Regions from separate parts of the Mus musculus genome. Here region 2 is linked to region 1. Evidence: chromatin contacts called from public HiChIP or PLAC-seq data. All regions are on one chromosome and are shown on one strand. Each heading gives the region's core, a stretch centred on a gene start, on an enhancer-like site or on the middle of the called end of the contact. The rest is flanking DNA. Distances are from core to core; before and after follow the strand shown. Region 1 has its middle 21 kb from the start of Anp32e. Region 2 has its middle 9.2 kb from the start of Adamtsl4.

Region 1 (5,534 bases), core at 814-3,313:
CTTTGCTGTCTACTGTGCAGGTGCCTCAAGCACAGGTATCCATGTTTGTTAAACAAGATGCCTTTAACAATAGCTGGATCTGTGCATAATTTGGCATTTTTTAATCTGTGAACCACAAATGACTCCCAAAGACTGAACACACAAAGACTAAAAGGAAAGCAAATTAGAGTGACAGCTGTGACTACCCCACCCCCACTGCTGTTGCCTTCCTTGAATCCTGGGGCCAGTGCACTGAAGCCTAACTTAAGAAAAGGATACACTAATTAGTGTTTATGATCAAACTCACTGAAAAGATAACAGAGGTCTGTCTCAGCTTTTGAATCCTGCTCACCAAGAACAGAATTCATCTGTTGTGCCTCTCATATAGCATTTTGAAGTCTGGGTTATGAAAAACAAGAGCTACAGAAATAAGCTATAGGAACAGACCATATACGTATGTAGTTTGGAGGAAGTGACTGGGTACCGGTGACGGCCCATTCTCCCCCTGTAAACTGGCAGGCACCACAGATCATCTCCTTTATCCACCAATAGTGAGGTGTTAGTCAATAGAAAAGAGACATTTAAAAACTTGCAGCAATGGTGCACACCTTTATCTCAGCACCTGGGGAGGCAAGTGGCTATCCCAGTTCCAGGCCAGCCTGGTCTACAGATTGAATTCCAGAACAGCCAAGGATACAGAGATACAATGTCACAAAGTGGGCAAAAATCCAAGTGTTTTACCACCTCTCCTTCTTCAAATAGCAGGGACCAAACCACTAGCTTTGTGCTACACTCTGCTCCATCCTTGTCTGTTTGAGGATAGGACTGGCTATGTGGCCTAGGATGGCCTGCAGTCCAAGACCTTTTCCATGTTTCTCAGACCTCCAAAGAAACTTCTACTGTACAAAACAAACTGATGCAAACATTCTAAAGTGGTTCGTTGGTTCTAATAAAAAGGATTTAAGGATGATTTTACTTTGATACTTTTGACAAACTACCTTCAGCTGTGATTGACTAAAAGACGGAAAAATAAGTCCTAACTCTCTCTGTAATGGACCTTTACAAAGTCTCTCTGTTGGAATCACTCGTTCGGTAAAGAAAGAGCCTTCGTGTTTTTTGTTTGTTTGTTTTTTCGAAGCAGGATTTCTCTGTCCTGGAACTTACTTTGTAGACCAGGCTGGCCTCGAACTCAGAAAATCGCCTACCTCTGCCTCCCAAGTGCTGGGATTAAAGGCGTGCGCCACCAAGCCCTGCTGTCTTCCTGTTTTATGTGTAGTCTCGGAGTCGGTTTTCTTCAGTGCTTTCTCCCAGCACCTGCTCAACTTGACTGATGTAGTTTTAAGTTTTATCAATTAGCAGCAGTTCCAGGAGTAGGGAAAGGGGATGGATAGATAGGAGGGTTAGCTCCTGAGGACAAGGTCAGTGAAAAATGTGTACAAACAAGCTGGACAGTGGTGGCGCACGCCTTTAATCCCAGCACTCAGGAGGCAGAGGCAGGCGGATTTCTGAGTTCGAGGCTAGCCTGGTCTACAGCGTGAGTTCCAGCACTGGCTGCTCTTACAGAGGACCAATCCCCAGAGGCTCCCAAGCATCTGATACCTCCGAGGGCACCAGGCACACGAGTGATACACACACACACACACACACACACAAGACATTCATACACATAAAATCTAAATTAAAACAAACAAACAAACAAAAAAACTAGCCCTCACCGGGCAGTGGTGGCGCACGCCTTTAATCCTAGCACTTGGGAGGCAGAGGCAGGCGGATTTCTGAGTTCGAGGCCAGCCTGGTCTACAGAGTGAGTTTCAGGACAGCCAGGGCTACACAGAGAAACCCTGTCTCGAAAAAAAACCAAAAACAACAAAACAAAACTAGCCCTCATTTCTTTAGAAGACACATAACGTTGCTGTTTCCGATTACTGGCTAACCAGGGTTGGGCGATAGTCTTCAACATCAGGCTTTAGAATGATGCAACACTGAAATTGGGAATCATTAGGCAAACGTTGCGAGACCCGAAGGACAATGAACAGCGTAGAGGATCCCTGAGGTCCGTGATGCGGAAACTCCAGAGCCGTGCTTCCGGCGCGACTGCGCATGCACGGGAGCTCTGACAAGGGATGGGGCGGGGGTTGGGGGGGTGGTGGAGTGAGGCCGAGCCTCGTGACCAGAGCTGCGGCCCAGTGGAGTTTAGAAAGGCGTCCTTGTGATGGGATTCGGTCAGGTCGAGTCTGTCCCTTAGCCCCTGGGGCAACCGTGTCTCACTCCCAGGAGCCCAGGCCTGGCAGGTGCATCCGACGTAGTCGATCTGACGTCACATCCGCCTTCGCTAGCTCCGGAACGAGTGCTCGATTTGCAGTTCTGTCCTAAGTCCTGTTCTTGGCGGACCCCAGCAGGGCGCTCTGCTGTAGTAGCAGCAATTAGAAAACGGAAAATAAAGATTGGAAGCTCGGGATATGCCCAGGGACTGCGGCAGAGGACTGACTTCCAAAAGCATTTAGATAAATGGCATGACCTGTTCAAGCCTATCAAGACCCGATACGTGGCAGCACGCTGGCTCGACCCGGGGATCGCGGTGGGAAACGCGACCTTAGAAGAGTCTCCTTAAAAGTTGGCGTCTAGCGCAGCACCTCCTGCGAACTGCAGCCCGGGAACCCCATATTCCGATATATACAGCTTTATTACAAAATAAAATCTGTAAAATCTTATAGATGACTGTGAACATCCACTTCTGTATTTGCCAGGCACTGGCATAGCCTCATACAGCTATACCAGGGTCCCTTCAGCAAAATCTTGCTGGCATATGCAATAGTGCCTGGGTTTGGTGGCTGATTATGGGATGGATCCCCTGGTGGGGTAGTCTCTGGATAGTCCATCCTTTCATCTTAGCTCCAAACTTTGTCTCTGTAACTCCTTTCATGGGTATTTTGTTCCCTACTCTAAGGAAGAGTGAAGTATCCACCCATTGGTCTTCCCTCTTCTTGATTTTCTTGTGTTTTGCAAATTGTATCTTGGGTGTCCTATGTTTCTGGGCTAATATCCACTTATCAGTGAGTGCCCCCAATAGAGAAGCTAGAGAAAGCACCCAAGGAGCTGAAGGGGTCTGCAACAATAGGTGGAACAACAATATGAACTAACCAGTATCCCCAGAGCTCGTGTCTCTAGCTGCATATGTAGCAGAAGATGGCTTAGTCGGCCAACACTGGGAAGAGAGGCCCCTTGGTATTGCAAACTTTATATGCCCCAGTACAGGGGAATGTCAGGGCCAAGAATTGGAAGTGGGTGGGTAGGGAAGCAGGGCGGGGTGAGGGTATAGGGAACTTTCGGGATAGCATTTGAAATGTATATAAAGAAAATATCTAATAAAAAATCTGTAAAATCACTTGGAATTCGAATTTTTTAAAATTCTCATTGTTAATCTTATCCAGAAAAATAATCTAATCTACAAATAATTCTCAGAGCTGCAAAGATGGATTTAACTCAATATTCTCAGAAAAGGGGGGGGGGGGTTGGTGGGATAGTGGCTTGCCCGCAGGTGGGACGGTGTCCATTGGCTCCTCGGCCATGTAATACCAGCACTCTGGTAAAGCAAAACTGTTTGAGGTTAGCCTAGGCTAGACTAAGATCCTACCTCACAAAACGTTTGTTGTTGTTGTTGTTTTTTGTTTTGTTTTGTTTTGTTTTTTCAAGACAGGGCTTCTCTGTGTAGCCCTGGCTGTCCTGGAACTCACTTTGTAGACCAGGCTGGCCTCGGACTCAGAAATCTGCCTGCCTCTGCCTCCCCAGTGCTGGGATTAAAGGGGTGTGCCACCACGCCCCCCCCCAAAAAAAAACTTTTAAAGCAGTTTCATTTACAGGTCTTTATTCATTCTAATAATCCTGACAGCTCTCTGCATGGGCGTGGTGCTTCCAAAAGTAGCTAAGCGTGTGCCCTAATATAAAATCCCAACCTTATTAACATTGAGGGTTGTTTTTGCTTAAAACAAAACAAAACCTCGATTTCATGTTCTCTAGTGTGAAGTTTGTAAAAGCCAACACCGATCATATGTCGCTATCAAAGATTGTATGCTCTTTTCTCTGGGTGGAGAACCCACTCCGCCCTGTGGAGTGACCCTGCCCAGGAAGTCAGTCATAGGCAGTGCGTAGGGTTGAGATTATGGCCCTCTTACAGTCTATGTATTTAATGGTGGATGCACATTTCTCTAAGGAGGCATCCAAATGATGCTCTCTCTCTCTCTCTCTCTCTCTCTCTCACACACACACACACACACACACACACACAGGGAAATATTCAAGAACTTAACTGAAATACATACTTTCCTTCGTCTTTCTTAGTCACGGTTACCCTACTATAGGGTCTTAGCAGGTTAAGAAGCCCTAAGACTTGAACAACTTGAACTTGAGCTGAAGGTGGCTCTGCAGTTAGGAGCACTTGCTGCTCTTACAGAGGCTCAGGTGAGTTACCAGCTTACACAGCCAAAAAATCTTTGTTCCAAGGGATCTGAAGGCTCACACATACTCTTAAGTTAAAAGTCAGTCAGTAAGTCTTTGTAACGTATTTTACCAGGGCTGGGCACTGCAGCCTTATTGAAGCACACTGGAGGCAGAAACAAGTGATCTGCTGACTTCCAGGCCAGCCAGGGCTTCACGAGAACCTGTCTCTAAATAAATGTATTTTTATTAGAGATACATAGTCTTCTTATTAGAGGTTCCCCCGAGATAAGAGTTCATTTTGCAATTTCCATTTTGGGACATGATGTTTTCCTTCAAGTCGAGTTGTCCAATTAAATAGAACAGAAACGCATGCAGCTGTCCGGCCAGGACATACTCTGGTCTCCTCTCAGGCTGATCAGAATGTGGGGAGGCATGCGGCAGTCAGTGGTAGGATGCTGTCTGAGGGATAGCTGCAGACTATCACTGAATCACACAACAGCACTGGAAACAAATCTCCAGCAACTAGGAAAAAAATGTAATTCAAAACCCAACAGAACAAAGAATAAACCATACTTAAGAATACTTTTGAGTCACACCACCTCATTAAATTGACTCATTATTGAATAATTTTACCCAAAACTTCTGATCCTGTCGTTTTCCTTAAAGGAGAAAACTATGTAATGTCTGTCTTTAGACAGCCTCACGCTGCTCTTGAACTGTGCTAATTGTCCAGCCTCAGCCTCTTAACACTGGGATCACAGGTGTGGGGCAGCACACCAAGCATAAAAAGACAAAGGCGTGGCTGCCGCAGTGCCTTTAATCTGAGAACTTGGAATTTGATGAGGACAAATCTTGAGTTCAAGGCCACCCTGGTCTAAACATTGAGTTCCTACACAGCCAGGAATATAATGGCAATGCCCCATCCCCTCAAAAAAGGACAAAACCACAGATTTCAGTGAATACCTGTAGTTAAAAATAGCTCAATGCTTCCACCTCTCAAAAAGAATTTAGTAATTAATATTTTCCCTATACTGTAATCATTAGAACATTAGCATAACTTGACAAAAGACATTTCAGAAATAAATCATATAAACCCAAAACTAGGGATTTATAAAAAT
Region 2 (5,534 bases), core at 2,038-4,537, 250 kb after region 1:
GGAGAAGTTACCCCATTCCTGAAAGTTATTTTCTGCAAGTGGTAGCAGAGCTGTGCTGGGAGTGTGCAGACCGAAGTTTTGACTCCAGTTCTGCTCTCATAGCCAAGCCTCTCCCACGTATCCCTCCTTCCATTAGTCTGCAACTTCATTTCATAATGTCCTGAAGACAATGAAATGACACGAAGAAGCTAAACCGCCTTTGCAGAGCTCGGGTATGTGGCTGAGTGACAGAGCAATCCCTAAGCACATGAAGGCTCTGAGCACCATCCCTGGGCCTGCTGAGTGCACAGAGGAAGGACAGACCTCGGTGAGGTACCGTGCTGGGGAGCACTCAACTGTGGGTCTCTGAGCTTCTACTTATGGACATTGCCCAGATGTCACCGGACTTAAGTGCCATTCATATGCTTCCAAACATGGTTACCTACTTCTTTTTTTTTTTTTTTTTTTGGTTTTTCGAAACAGGGTTTCTCTGTGTAGCCCTGGCTGTCCTAGAACTCACTTTGTAGATCAGGCTAGCCTCCAACTCAGAAATCCGCCTGCCTCTGCCTACCAAGTGCTGGGATTAAAGGCATGCCACCACTCCCGGCTACTTTTTTTTTTTTTTTTTTTTTTTTTGGTTACCTACTTCTATCCAGGTGGCCTGTACATGTACAGAGGTACCTGTCCCTCTCTGAGTAGAAGGGACGACATGTGGGCTCCTGGGAAATGTGAAAGAACCAAAACTTAACTTGTTGGTCCCACCTGCCCAAGGACCAGGTAACTTGCTGGGATGCTGGAAGTTGTAGTTCTTAGAAAATAACTAAGCCACATGGGAAAATACTGTGGCCATATGGGTTTGTCCTTAAAGGACTTTGCAATATGTGTCCCAGGGCCACTCAGCTAAGAACTTCAGGGAGTGGTCCTGACCAAAACCCATTCTGGTCAGCGTTTAATTAAAGCATGCTGCTTCAAATCTGGCTCAAAATCGTAGAACCCGTGTTCCTCTATTGGCTCTCAGGATTAACAAATGAAAAATAGATTATATATGTTCTCATATATATAACATATAAATATATAAAGGGAAGAACCAGAACACAGAAAAACATCAATCAAAACAAACCTCCAAAAGTGTAACTATATCAGTGTCCAGTGTGTGGGGCTTTCTCAAGATCTTCTGGGCTCCGAGCTCTTGGCTATCTGGCTCTGCCCTCTGCAGCATACACAGCTTATCTCAGAGGTTCAGGTGAGCTCCATTCCACAGCTCCTGCTGTCCTGGGGGTCATTCCATGGTCTTGGCCTTTCCAACTTGCTAGGATCTCCACGGCAGCTGAGAATACACCGTTACCAATGACCTCTCATGGCCTACCTTCAGGGCCTCCAGCCCTGCCTCGCAGTGCCAGCCTCAGCTGCTCTCCATGATCTTTTCATGCCTTCAAAGCCAGCATCACCTGAGTGACCATTACGCATCACCAAGTCCAGCTGTCAACATGAAGTGCAGCTGTGCCCTGCTCTGACCACAATTTTCATTTTACTGACCCTGCAGAAATATTCCCAGATTTTACCTCAGTGATGCTGGTCTCTTGTTAATCACAGTCCCAGCTGACCAGTGTCAGTTATCCCAGTAAAGGCTTCATGTTAGTGGTCCTGGCCTCTTATTGATTATAGCTGGCTCTTCAGCTCCAGATGACCAGAACCACAGATTCTTTTATTTATTTATTTATTTATTTATCCTCAGATACTCCAGAAGAGGGCATCATATTTTGTTATGGTTGGTTGTGAGCCACCATGTGGTTGCTGAGATTTGAACTCGGGACCTTCAGAAGAATAGTCGGCGCTCTTAACCACTGAGCCATCTTGCCAGCCCCCACAGATTCTTAATAAACGCATGAATGGCCCTGATAGAGTTTTTACTTTCCTCTGAAACGTCATAAGCCAGACCTCCATCGTCCACACTGCTCAAAGCATTACCCTCTTAGATCCCACAACAACCTACTAAGTTCTGAACACCCAGTGGCTTTTCTAGCCCAAAGTTCTAAAGTCCTTCCTGAAGTGGAAGAAAAAAAGTGGGCAGAACTATCACAGCCATTTCCCATGAACCTGGTACCAATTTCTGGTTTAGTTTGCTTTCTATTGTGGTTAACACCATGACCATAAGCAGCTTGGGGTAGGAAAAGGTTTATTTGGGTCAGTGGTTACAAGTTCAACATCAGGGGAAGCCAAGGCAGGAACCTGGAGGCAGAAACTAAAACAGAGGTCATGAGGTGTGCTGTCGACTGGCTTGTTTCCCCTGGGATTCTCAGCCTGCTTTCTTATACAACTCCAGGACCACCAGCCCAGAGGTGGCACCATGCACAAGTGAAGACTGGTCCCTCTCACATCAGTCACTAAGCAAGAAATGACCTCACAACTGGCCTACAGGAGAATCCATGGGGGCATTTTCTCAGTTTAGGTTCTAACTTGTGTCAACTTAACAAAAAAACAAAACAAAACAAAACAAACAAACAAACAAATACCTGCCCGGGACATCGATCGGGCAGTGGACTCCTAGACTGGCAAGTCAGTTGTCCTAGGGAAACAAATCAGAGGGGGCTTGTTGGAAAGATTGGTGCGAGTGCATATAAAGCTGGATCAGGTGTCCAGCAAACTTCTCTGCACCCAGCAAGAGAGTTAGAGCTCTGGCTGGAGAGATGGCTCGGTGGTGAAGAGACTGACTGCTCTTCCAGAGGTCCTGAGTTCAATTCCCAGCAACCACATGGTGGCTCACAAACCATCTGTAATGAGATCTGATGCCCTCTTCTGGTGTGTCTGAAGACAGCTACAGTGTACTTACATAAAATAAATAAGTAGGTAGATAGATAGATAGATATTTAAAAAAAAATAATTGGATACACATTGAGAGCTACCCAGTGGCTTCTGGGATTTGGGGTGAGTAGTTGGTCCCAAGGAGATGACAGTCTTCTTTAGTGACTATGGTATGTCCCCACACACATCTCTAAGGAGGTGTCAGGGCCCTAGCTGGGGGTGCTTGGTCTGTTTGGGATGGTAAAACTGGAAAGGGGACAGAGTCCCGAAGGACAAGCTTGGTGATGAGCTATGGAGCTGAGGGGTAAGTAAGCAAATAAGATCTAGCCAGCACCGGGGCAGACATGGTCCCTTTTTGCTCTATTCTTTGTCCACTGGCATGGTTTGGGGCCGGTGGTCAGAGGCCAAACAAGTTTCCTCCTGCCTCAGCGTGTTTCCTCACAGCAGGCTGGGACTCTCCTATTTCTGACTTCAGGCCCTTGGTATGTTTGAAATTCTTGCCTCTCCTGTGGCTGCCCAGCCCACCTCTGACCACAGCAGAGCTTGCGCCCTTCTCCCTGCCCTTCTGTGTCTGCTGCTCTTAAGTCTTCAGGGCCATTTGTCAAGATTAATTTGACACTGAGCTGGCTCTCTCTGGAGATACAGGGAAGTGCCTAGGCGTCACAGCAAGACTCATGTGGGAAAGATTCCCATGATAAGGCTGACCTGTGGCCAGAGGCCGAGGCCGACCCACCACAGCCCAGGAAGAAAAGATGCCTTGTTAGAGGCTCCGGGGAATGGAGATAATTTGTTCTGCTTGATCTTTCACCCCCTTCCCATCTCCTTGCATTTCTCCCTACTTCTTAAAGAGGCACCCCCTCCAATGACTGACAGAGCCCTTGTCACCTCCAGAGCTGAACTCTGTGCGTGGAACATTCTTGGTTTAATTTCTTCAATGAGTTGACAGATCCAGTTATCACACAAATCATCCTATTCTCCTAAGAGACACTTTGAGGAGGAAGGTGAGGTTATATAATCTTACTTACTCCAGACGAAAGGCAATATTTCCCACCCTTATCCCAGCATCTGCCATTGATCTGGGAATTGGTCACAGTTCAGCTGTGGCTGCAGTTCACTGCAGTTCCAGGCTGAGGAACGAAACAATAGGTTCCTCTGTATTCTCAACACGCTTTGAGGCCACAGCCTGATTCCCCACCTCTGGGCAGGGCCCACCCATCCTCCCATGATCTCCTGTCTCTCTCAGAGCATCTGTCCTCAAAACCCATTCAAACTCCTCAGCCCAGAGTGACCTCAGGTTCTGCCCAGGAAACCTGCTAAGTTTAGAAGCCCTGGTCTCCAGTTGGTTGAGGTCCTAGCTCAATGCCCCTAATCCTGGCACTCAGGAGACAGAGGAAGGAGGAGTTTAAAGTCAGACTGGGCTCTATAGTGATGCCCTGTCTCAAAAAAAAACCAACAAGAATAGAAGGCAGGTTTCACCCAGGCAGCCACACACAATCCTAGTATCCCGAGTACAGAAGCTTGGGTGTTACTGCTCATCACGGTCACCCAGCCCGAGCGTATATGAACATGCTGTCAGCAGTAAAGGCACCCACAGCTGAGCACCACAGGTGTCAAGACGGGGAACTTTAAGTGGCACATCAGCTAGAAATAGTCTTGCTCTTATAGCATCATTAACAATAACATTGTGCTATTTTTGTAGGTGACTACAGCTTTCACACACATGCTTTCTCTTTTAGTTTTTATGACAACCTATGAATAGATACACTGGATTCTGTTAATAGTCCAGACTTCATAGAGGAGAAAGCCGAAGTGTAAAGTGCTGAAGAGCACAGCCCTCACAGAAGGCAAAGCTCCCTCTCGTGCACTGTCTCCAGGCCCACTGACCACTCAGCAACAGCAACAGTCGTGAGTACTACAGTGGGCTTTGCAGCCACACAACCCTAATGTGTGTGGGCTACTTTGTTCATTAAGACCCTTAGGGACAGGGCTCCATGGTGGCTTGTGTCAGGAGGAGGAGTCCTAGCTACTTAGTCCCTACTTCATCATAGCGATACCATTTGATCAAATGTGTAAAATGGGCGCAGGAGAGATGGTCCAGAAGTTGAAAACACTTGCTCCTCTTGCAGAGGACCTGGGCCTGTTCCCAACACTGACATGTGGTGGCCAACTCCACTGCCAAGGGATTCCTATTCTGAACTCCATGGGTACCAGGTACATCCCCATGCAGACAAAACACTCATACACACAATACATTTTCAAAATTCTGTAAAATGGTTATGTCACGACAACACCAAAGACATCTGGGAAACCTTCCCAATCAGCTGAGAACATTCTAGAAGCCTGATCTAGAAGCTCTAGTTAGTGACCTTGTTTCCCAAGCCAAAAAAAAAAAAAAATGTAGGGAGATTTATAAGCATACAAACACACTTAACATAATTGCCATAGTAGTGAGGATTATGTAACCCTAATTCGGGTCAAGGTCATGTGTGGTCAGTCTATCCAATACCCTAAGTATGTACTTCCTGTTCCGAGAACCCAGTCAGCAAGCAAATATACTCAGCATGAGGACGTCGGGGCCTGGCTGGAAGACACTAGTAGATGAAAATATAGATAAAATCAGGAAGGACTCTGTCTTTGAAGCTTTTGACTAAGTTTGGACTTCACAAAGCAGCTGGGAGTCCAGGTTACCCATCCACACTTCAGTCTTCATCTTACCCAATACATCATGTCCTGTCCCTTCATTGTCTCAATGC

What was found. HiChIP or PLAC-seq counts read pairs in DNA pulled down with a chosen protein or histone mark.
Region 2: a contact with region 1 is called in a FOXA1 HiChIP or PLAC-seq map of pancreatic cancer cells. The contact joins two enhancer-like sites. A contact is called at or near these places in 1 of 115 datasets of contacts at active chromatin or transcription factors (pancreatic cancer cells) and 1 of 9 other capture datasets (adipose tissue).

What each region holds. Positions count from the first base shown.
Region 1 is chr3:95,947,835-95,953,368 of GRCm38.p6, reverse strand. No RefSeq gene overlaps it. Among named protein-coding and RNA genes, the nearest start is that of Anp32e, 21 kb to the right of the region's middle. Within about 2 kb of position 2,063, at least 443 of the 459 cell types and tissues checked have an H3K27ac peak or open chromatin away from gene starts, as enhancers often do. A contact at or near this core is called in pancreatic cancer cells, where this site is marked.
Region 2 is chr3:95,694,389-95,699,922 of GRCm38.p6, reverse strand. No RefSeq gene overlaps it. Among named protein-coding and RNA genes, the nearest start is that of Adamtsl4, 9.2 kb to the right of the region's middle. Within about 2 kb of position 3,287, at least 120 of the 459 cell types and tissues checked have an H3K27ac peak or open chromatin away from gene starts, as enhancers often do. A contact at or near this core is called in pancreatic cancer cells, where this site is marked.